Regions from separate parts of the Mus musculus genome. Here region 1 is linked to region 2. The links are chromatin contacts, called in public promoter capture Hi-C maps. All regions are on one chromosome and are shown on one strand. The core of a region is the stretch at or near the end of the contact, and the rest is flanking DNA. Distances in the headings are between cores, read along the strand shown.

Region 1 (4,873 bases), core at 1,103-3,602, 82 kb before region 2:
ACTCCATACTGATACTAAGGGCCTATCAGGAGTCTCTTTATTAGAACAAAAGATGGCCCTATCTTCCTTATCACTTGGGAAGTTCCAAGGGTTTTAGGAGCAGGAATAGAAGACAAAGACCTCATATCTTTCTATGTGGTAACATGTATGTGTACAATCTCATAGAAATGTTTACAGAAGTTTGAAGTGAGGTCCTCTGAAATGAAGCACAATAGCCTCTGCAGCATGACTCTGGCACTGGCCTCCTCCCACACCCCCGCGCTCTAACACTCCTTCCTGTACTTACTCACCCCACCTCCCACTGCCTTCTGCTCCCTCTCGGTGCTAGTCTTTCTCTGATCAATAAGGACCTGAGGTAAATGTGCTTGCTGCATAAGCCCAGGGGCCTGAGTTTGACCCCAAGAATCCACATGAAAGGTGGCAGGAGAAAACTGACTCCTAAAGTTTGTCCTCTGCTGTTGGCATGTGCACCACAGTACACATACTGTTATATTCACACACAGCGTGCACACATATATAACAACAATAAATACAATTTTTTAAATAATTGGTTTCATGATGAACCAAGCACAGTGGTTTATAATCTCAGAAGACTGAGGTAGAAGGATCAAGAATTTGTGACTACTTGGAAATGAAAAATCAGTTCTCTCTAATAGTCTCTCTGAGGATACAAACTATACTTTCAGGGCAGGTCCTGTACCCAGCAGTAGATAATTTACACAAAACAAACTCAGTGGCAACTTTGGAAGTTCCTTTTTGTCTCCTAGGGCTGTTTTTCTTTGTGTGTGTTACAGCTTTCAGTTTGTGTGTTGAGGGATTCTTGCGTGTACCAACCCGTGCCCTGCATCCATATGCCCACCTCATGCTTTTTCTTTGGCCCTTTTTCTTCTGTGTATTTGTTTTGTCATATTTTAGTTGTTTTATTTTATTTATTATTATTCTTTAGATGCCTGTTTGTTTTCTAACAAAAGACAGAAGGGGTATAAATTCCAGTGGGAGAGAAAAATGGAGGGAAACTCAGTGGGAGAGGGGAAACTGATCAAAATATATTGTATGAACAACATCTAGTTTCAAAAAGAGAAAAAAATAAAAAAGAGTTTGTGGCAAACCTGAGCTACATGGTGATTTGTAGGCCCGCATGGGCTATATAGCATTAATGTTGTTTTAGGTGAAAACAAAAGAGGGAAAGAAAAGGGAAACAGAGGAAGAGAGGAGAAAGAGAGGGAACAGCTGTGTGCACACCCTAGAGCACTGGCTAGTTCTGAGCCCTCCTAACACCGAGGCCCTTTCCTGGTGTGCTGGCCCCAACCAGAACCTTAGTTTTGTTGCTACATCATACTGTAATTTTGATATTGTTATGAATTATAACAAATAATTTTGGAGATAGAGTTTTGCCAAAGGGGTCTTGACCCACAGGTTAAAAAGCACTGCTCTAGCGGTTGGTTGGAGTTTATATGCTAAATAAAATGTAAAAGTTCATTTTACAAATCCTCAGTGCTGTGACAGCTGATTGAAGACGGGCTGTAGCTGCTGGGCTTTACAAAGGAGCTGTGGGACCATTCGTTTACACCTCACGCAAGGCAGCTCACACAGGTCATCACACTTTTGCTTACTGCAGCCTGTGAAACAATGGAGACACTATTCATCCGCATAGTAATAAGGCCCTGGGACTTAGCTTCTGCCATGTTGAATATGTACTCTACATATATTTTCATTAAATTAAGCTGATCCTATCTAATGCACCAATCAGTTCATGTTTAAGTTCTATCTGAAAGTCTAACTTCATTTGTTGGCTTAACTAACATGTAATACACATGCCTGAGACAGTCATGAAATGGAAGCTAAGAGACAGACTGTTTCCACATACTTATCTACTGGGTGAGATTGGGTGGTGTGCCTGTTCTGGCATGTCTTACCAAGGTCACATGTCTAGTAATATTGCCTGGACTAAAATTGTGAAGTCTTTGAATATTTAAGTTAAAAACCTTTATAAATTAGCAACATTTCAACAATGCCATCCATGATGAGTGATGGTTAGTGATATATCAACATCCCATGACTCAATCCACCTCAGGGAGTATATCAGTCACGGCTCCTATGGCCTTCCTTCTTGCTATGTAATCCTCTAAATCACAGCTTTTTTTAAAAAAGGTTTTTGGTTTTTTGTTTTTTTGTTTTTTTGTTTTTTTTTTTTGTTTTTTGTTTTAATTTCAGTTCTAGAAATAGGATCCACCTTTACTACTTCTGAGAAGTCCTGGTTTCAAGCGTTGAGTGCCAGCAAGGCCATAGGCTTAGCCAGTGCTTGACAGCGCAGGGATAGCACAGAATCAGAGCTGCTTGGATAGATGGGAGAATCAGCTGCTTGCATAGATGGGAGAATCAGCTGCTTGCATAGATGGGAGGATTCAGGAGGAATGGGTGTTTAATGAAGGCAGAATTGGCATCCTTATGCTAATTGTTTTTAAATCTGTCACTTAGTCCAGTAAGGCAGAGAATTAAAATGAAGAGATTACTTTTGCCTAACTTTTGGTGCATCTCAAAATAAAATTTGTAGCTGCTGACTTCAAAATGTGGCTATTTAATGGTTTAAAATAAGAACTCTGTAATTTACAGACATCTGAAAAGTTCCAGAAAATAAACCAGATGGTGTGTAATAGTGACAGAGTGCTCAAAAGAAGTGCTGAAGGCGGCAACCCCCCCAAACCACTGAAAAAGCTGCGCTTTGACATCGAGGGAGCCGATGAAGCAGATGGGAGGTAGGAACCATGGAGATGCTTGCTCCAGGTAGCTGAGCAGAGCACAGAGCCACTGTCAGCCCCGTCCTGAGTCCCCTCAGGCCTTGTCCTGCCAGTTTACCACTTTGTGAGAACAACTAAAGAGACTAGATGTGGGAGAAGGTAGCCTATGCCTTTAATCCCAACACTTGGGAGGCAGATGAGGCCCCTCTCTGGGAGATCAAAGGCAGCCACAGCTATATAGTGAGACCTTGTCTGGAAAAACAAGAGAAAACAACATACTAAGTGTAAAGTGGTACAGTGGAAAGCAACATGCAAATCTGCCATCTATAAATTCATGACGACTTAGACATTACAAGTCTAAGCATGGACTTACACAGCTATTGATACAAATTTGTTAGTTTTAACATTAAATTAAAAAACTCTTAGAAAATACTAAATTATGCTCTATAAAAACCACTAAAAATATATAAGATCATAAATTTGTGATATCTTTTTTTAGATCACTTAGAAGCTTTTGAAATTAAACCAAAATAATAGCATGTAATTGAAAGCAACAGAGTTACTAGGAAGTTGCATGCATGCTTTTAAAATGTGTTTTTTTTTCCCCCCAATCTGCAGTAAACATCTCCCAGCGGAGTCCAAATTCCAACAGAAACTGGCAGAAATGAGTAAGTTCCCCTCTCTTACTTTGCAAACAGGGAAGCAGCATTTGATTTCACTGAAGAAAGCCTTTTGACTCTGAAGGAATCCACACATTATTCCTTCAAGTGGCACAGTTATTTATGCATTTACAAACTAGTAGTTCAAACAGGAGTATACAATTTACCTCACACATTGGTAGACTAAGTGTGTTTCACAAAGTGTGGGTCAGCACACTTTGAATAGTCTTAAGCTGATGTTGATCTGTACTTTAAAATATTACTTTTTGAAATTTTGTACATGTATGCAGTATGATTTGATGGCATTCTCCCCTCACTGGCCACCTTCTCTCTTCTTCCAGGCACCTCCCCTTAAACTGCACTCCCAGCCTTATCTCCTCTTCCTTTTCCATAGCCACTGAGTCCAGTCAGTGCTGGTGGTATGCAGACAACTTTAGGGCCACCCATGGAGCACACACAAACCACCAGGGGCTTGTTAAACTTCCTTACTCTCCAGGCTTTGAGACAGTTCTAAACAGAGGTTTCCATTACTGGAAGTCAGATTTGTGGAAATTGGGATCAGGTCTGTCAGTGTGACAGCAATTTAGAATGGTGGGGTGAGGGGTTGTCACTGAGTAGCAGAGTGTTTGCTGCCTAATGTGCACAAGGTCTTGAGTTAAGTTCTCAGCACTGCAACAGACAGGCTATATATACAATCAATCAATAAAATGAATGTTATTTTTGGAATAGTATGACAAATTTAATTTCACCCTAAGCTATTATGAGACTAAAAAATTAAGTAGATGGAAGGAAGCGGTATTTGCTAAGTGTTCTGGTTGTCTTAGGCACATAGCTGTGGTAGTAAGAGTAGCTGCTGCAAGACCCAGTAATAGGCAAAGAAAGGGACTTAGAAAAAGTAGAAGTGTTTAGAAGCTTGTGGGGGCCACTGCCAGTGAAGGTGATGAGGACTTACAGGCAGGTACTGGACATGCATGGCAGCTGCCAGAGAAAGCACACAGCAGAGCTGTACTTCTTCTGCATACTTTTAAAGCCCTTTCCCTTAAGTGTGTCGTTTGAACCTAAATTAAATATGCTAACCACTTAAAATACTAGTTATATGAATTAATACATCTCTATTATATCTCTTCAAGTTTTGTGTGCCCCAACCCCACCCCACCCCACAGGACCCCATGTGCAGACATGGTGGGCTGCCTGCCCCTGGTCCACTTACTTTCCCAGAGTCCTCAGCACTATTAATATTCTTGTTGCTTTTCCAGCTTCCACTCGAACACGAATGCAAAAGCAGAGAATGAATGAGAGCAAGGATGTCTCAAACAAGGAGGAAAAGTGAGGACCTCAGGGCCCTGGACCCTCAGCCCTGGGGACACCAGACTCCTGGCTCATGGTTGTGACTAGTTCCCAGGTTCTGCTCATGTTAGAGATATAAAATGTGCAGGTACAAGCTGAATATTTGTGTGGGTGATTCGTAAGCCACTT
Region 2 (4,445 bases), core at 947-3,446:
AATAGAGAAAAAGCAGAGGCAGTTGACTGATAGGGGTGGAGGAGGGGCATCTGTTTATGACCCAAGAGAGGAAAGATGCTGGAGGCCAGCTCTGGAAGATGAGCTGGAAAAGGGCTTGTCTCCGGCTTCAGACACTTACAGACTATTGTGTTCCCTTACCTAAGGGTTTCCTGTGTGTCAGGCACTAGAAAGGTACCAACTGTGAAACAGGAAACGCTGATGCAGCGGGGTGGAAGCGAAGCTTGGGCAACGCAGGCCTGGTAGGCTTCCCTGAGACTCTCAGAGACCCCCCAGCATCCCAGCTTCCCAGAGACCCCCAGCATCTCAGTTTGCTTAGGAATCTGTTAAGATGCAGGGCCACAGTCCTTACTGCATCGCCAGGACTATGTACATGGTGGAAGTGCAGTATTCACTGAAGGAGTGTGCACGGTTCCTGTTGCTGTGTCAAAATAACTGGCAGAATCTCCTTAAGTAAGTAAGTGTTTACCACAGCTCAAAGTTTGAGGGTACCTGTCCTTCTCTCCGTGGTACCGTGGTGGGAGGAGCATGAGGCAGCCCCTCCCACATCGCTTCTGCAGTTAGGAAGCAAAGAGGAGAGAATTCCTGTCTCTCAGACCGCCTTCTCCTTTATTCAATCTGGGACCTGAGCCAATTAAACAGTACCACTCAGTGGGGCTGGGTCCTCCCTCTTCAGTCAACCTGTTCTGGAAACATCCTCATAGACATGTCTAGTGGTAGGTGGTTCTAAGTCCAGCTGAAATGACAATGAAGATTAATCACCACAGAGTGGACGAACGAGTAAATGAACAGACGGTAGATGGTCATATGAGGTGATCCATAAGAGAGAATTCAGATACATGGCATCGGTGGATTCTAGAACTACATAATGAGGCTGTGATTTAGCAACTACAATGGATTTATACACAAAGGTCTCTCAGCTAGAGATGCGTGTCATCATGGCTGGCTTACCAAAAGGGCACAGGCCTCTCCAGATGTGGCTCCCTGATTTTCGATTTGCAGCGCCCAGAACTGAAAAACCTAGATGAATCCTCTCTTTTCAAATCAAATTCATGGGTGTTCATACCAACAGAAAACAGCCTGAAGGGAGGAGGTTAGGGTGGAGTGACATGGAGTGAACACATGACTGGCCTTTGCTGATTCTGAAATGCAGGCAAGAAAACACACTATCTTCCAGGGCTTTCTGGCCCTGCAGACACCTTGATTTTAGCCTATGAACTCCAATATGCCCTCATTTCACAAAAGAGGACAAGAGCCCCAAGACTCACTCTGACTCTGCCCTAATTCATACAAGTTGGTGACCTATCTCAAATCCATCAGGACAGTGAAGACTAGGGGTTCATAAATGCAGCGTTCGGATTTGTGAAGTCTGGGCTGGGATCTGGCTCCCTGCTTTTCCAACGTGCTGGCAGACAAAGCCTGGAGCCCAGGGTTCAGATTCCTGCTTCCATCTTGGGATCTGACAATCTAGAAAAGCCAGGGACATCTGATGGGATTCCACAAGGAGGCAGTAGGGATCCAATGTGTGTAAGTCTTTGGAGAATGGGATTTATTGTCTCACAGGACAAGGCAAGATAATAAAGGCATAATTCTCTATGTTTCCTGTGAGGCAGATATCACCAAAATGGGATAGGTTTCTTGTGCTTCAGGCTGCCCTGTAACCTGCTCTGTATCCAGGTGGCCTTGAATTTATATTCCTGCTGTTTCAGCCTCCCAGGCTATGGAACGTCAGACCAGCACCATCATGGCCAGGCGGCTATGTGATTAATATTTGTAGCTGAAAAGGCATCTTAAACTTGCCAGCATATGTCTGCCATTGCATACAGCACAGAGATCAAAACACCATGGTTCTTTATTTTCAACTTTGAGAGAGAGAGAGAGAGAGAGAGAGAGAGAGAGAGAGAGAGAGAGAGAGAGAGATTAATGTGATTGTGGGAGAAAACATTAGTCTTTAATTTCAACCCCAAGTTTTATGTATTTCCTTTTAGAAAAAAATAATAATGCGCTTATCTTTGAGAAACGTCTCTGAAATCTTGACAATGCGGGGGCTCCTGGGTGACCCCGCCTCTCCTCTGGCCTCAAAACTCCTCCTTCGGGCGCTGCAAACTCAGAACCAGGATGCCGCCTGCCCACCAACTGCAGCTGTGGTTTCCTCAGTCTTTGTTTTGGAAAAAAAAATATGCTGCCCTACTTCTCTGTCCTTGTAGAACGTACATCTGTTTCTGGCTACCAGAGCCACCTGCAGGCTAAGAGTCTTCTGGTTTCATTTTTGAAGCAGCTCCCTGGCACGCAAGTGAGGAGTATCAGTGCTCAGACACATGACTGCAGGAAGGGAGCAAATGCTGGACTGTTCTCTGTGACTCTACCTTTTAAAAAGCTTTTCTCTGCTCCCATCTCCCCTTCCTTCTCCCTCTATCTGTCTTCCCTTCTCTCCCTCTTTCCCTCATCTCTCTCAATTTATTTTCATTTTAGACAGGGTTTCCTTTATGGCCCAGACTGGCCTTAAGCTTTCTTTTTGTAAAAAACAAAAAAAAAATTGGTTATTTTACTTATATACATTTCAAATGTTATCCCCCTTCCTGGTTTCCCCTCTGTAAACCCCCCTATCCCCTCCCCGTCCCCCTGTTTCTATGAGGGTGCTCACCCACCCACTCCCACTTCATCACCCTAGCATCCCCTTATGCTAGGGCATTAAGCCTGCACAGGACCAAGGGCTTCCCCTCCCATCGATGTAAGATAAGGCCTTCCTCTGCTACTTATGCAGCTGGAGCCATGAGCCCCATCATGTGTATTCTTTGGTTGGTGGTTTAGTCCCTGGGAGATCTTGGGGGCTGGGGGGGGTGTCTGGTTGGTTAATATTGTTGTTCTTCCTATGGGGCTGCAAACCCCTTCAGCTCCTTCAGTCCTTCCCCTAATCCTCCATTGGGGTCTCCGTGCTTAGTCTGATGGTTGGCTGCAAACATCTGCTCTGGCAGAGCCTCTCAGGAGACATCCTGCCCCAGCCTCCTAAGTGCTGAGATTATAGGCATTTATGCAACTATGTCTCTCTTGTAGTGGCTCAAATATGGTCCCCAGCCCCAACGGTGTTTATATAGAAGGGATTTTTAAAGTATTTTCTTTTCTTCATGTGTATGCATAGATGTGTGTGTGTGCGTGTGCGTGTGCGTGTGCGTGTGTGTGTGCGTGTGCGTGTGTGTGTGTGTGTGTGTGTGTGTGTGGCAGGTACAAGTTTATGTGCATGCATGCATGTGAAGACCAGAAAACCTGTCACGCTTCCACTAGTTCTCAGGCAGCTGCTCACCTTAGGTTTATTTTAAATTTTAAATTTTTTAAAATTTTTGCCGTTTTTGTTATTATTTTGTTTTGTTTTTGAGACAGGTTTCTCTGTATAGCTCTGGTTGTCCCGAAACTCATCTGTAGATCAGCCTGGCTTGGAACTCAGAGATCCACCTACCTCTGCCTTCCAAATGCTGGGATTAAGGGTGTGTGCCAACCATACCCAACTCACCTTATTTTGCTTTTGTTTCCTTTCTCTTTAAAAATGACATAAGGTCTCTCACTGGCCAGGAACTTAACAAGTCCTTCAGGCTGGCTAGCCAACAAACCCCTGGAATGTGTCCATTTCTTCCTTCCCATGGCTGGGATTAAACCCACACCATCATGCACTGGAGTTTTACGTGGGTCCTGGGGAGGGAGGTTGATTGAACTCAGATTCTCATGTTTGCAAGGCAAGCACTTTATCAACTGAACTATCTTTGCAGCCCTAAAGCATTTCTAAGATAACTTTTCTGCAAACTCCCTCAGCTCTGGTGTTTGCCTGTAAAGGTCATGATGATGCTGTTGGTAGACAACAAGTGGATGAGCTGTCTGGATCAGCGACAGCAGCACTGGGGTATCTTAGAAAGGACGAGGAAAACATTGTGCTAGGTTCTGCAGAGAAACTTCCCTTTGCTCCCAGTCAAGGTTCAGTGGCCATGCCTGAATGCTGGACCATTTGGCTTGAGGACTGTGGATGGTGGAAGAACTTAGTTAGCATTGTGGGTATCTTTTAGTTATTAGTCTGGGAGAGTGAAAAACCACAGCTCGGGTGTGAGACAGCCCTTGCTGGTGGTGCAACCATGTTCAGGACCCTGTACTTCTGAGTTTCTGCACCACAGTGTTCTGTCCCTATCTGTAAAATCTGAATAAAAATATCCGCCCTCAGGGCTGGTGAGATGGCTCAGTGGTTAAGAGCACTGACTGCTCTTCCGAAGGCCCTGAGTTCAAATCCCAGCAACCACATGGTGGCTCACAACCATCTGTAATGAGATCTGACTCCCTCTTCTGGTGTGTCTGAAGACAGCTATAGTGTAGATACATATAACAATAAATAAATTAAAAAAAGATATCCGCTCTCATGATTTCTGCGAAGACTGAAAGAAATAGTT

The links. Promoter capture Hi-C pulls out the DNA fragments that hold promoters and counts their contacts.
Region 1: a contact with region 2 is called in a promoter capture Hi-C map of hippocampal neurons, with 2.1 times the contacts expected there. The contact joins two enhancer-like sites. A contact is called at or near these places in 4 of 39 promoter capture datasets (the C10 cell line, hippocampal neurons and pre-B cells), 6 of 484 Hi-C or Micro-C datasets (the G1E-ER4 cell line, the Patski cell line, bone marrow-derived macrophages and 2 more), 6 of 115 datasets of contacts at active chromatin or transcription factors (the 230-238 cell line, the HPC-7 cell line, bone marrow-derived macrophages and 3 more) and 3 of 9 other capture datasets (adipose tissue, liver and pancreatic islet).

Annotation. Positions count from the first base shown.
Region 1 is chr14:73,197,065-73,201,937 of GRCm38.p6, reverse strand. It overlaps Rb1 (RB transcriptional corepressor 1), which reads left to right. Exons shown (of 27, transcript NM_009029.3): 25 at 2,614-2,756; 26 at 3,357-3,406; 27 at 4,654-4,873. The coding sequence ends at 4,727. Among named protein-coding and RNA genes, the nearest start is that of Mir687, 7.4 kb to the left of the region's middle. Within about 2 kb of position 2,352, at least 17 of the 459 cell types and tissues checked have an H3K27ac peak or open chromatin away from gene starts, as enhancers often do. A contact at or near this core is called in cerebral cortex and hippocampal neurons, where this site is marked.
Region 2 is chr14:73,114,897-73,119,341 of GRCm38.p6, reverse strand. No RefSeq gene overlaps it. Among named protein-coding and RNA genes, the nearest start is that of Gm35388, 14 kb to the right of the region's middle. Within about 2 kb of position 2,196, at least 152 of the 459 cell types and tissues checked have an H3K27ac peak or open chromatin away from gene starts, as enhancers often do. A contact at or near this core is called in cerebral cortex and hippocampal neurons, where this site is marked.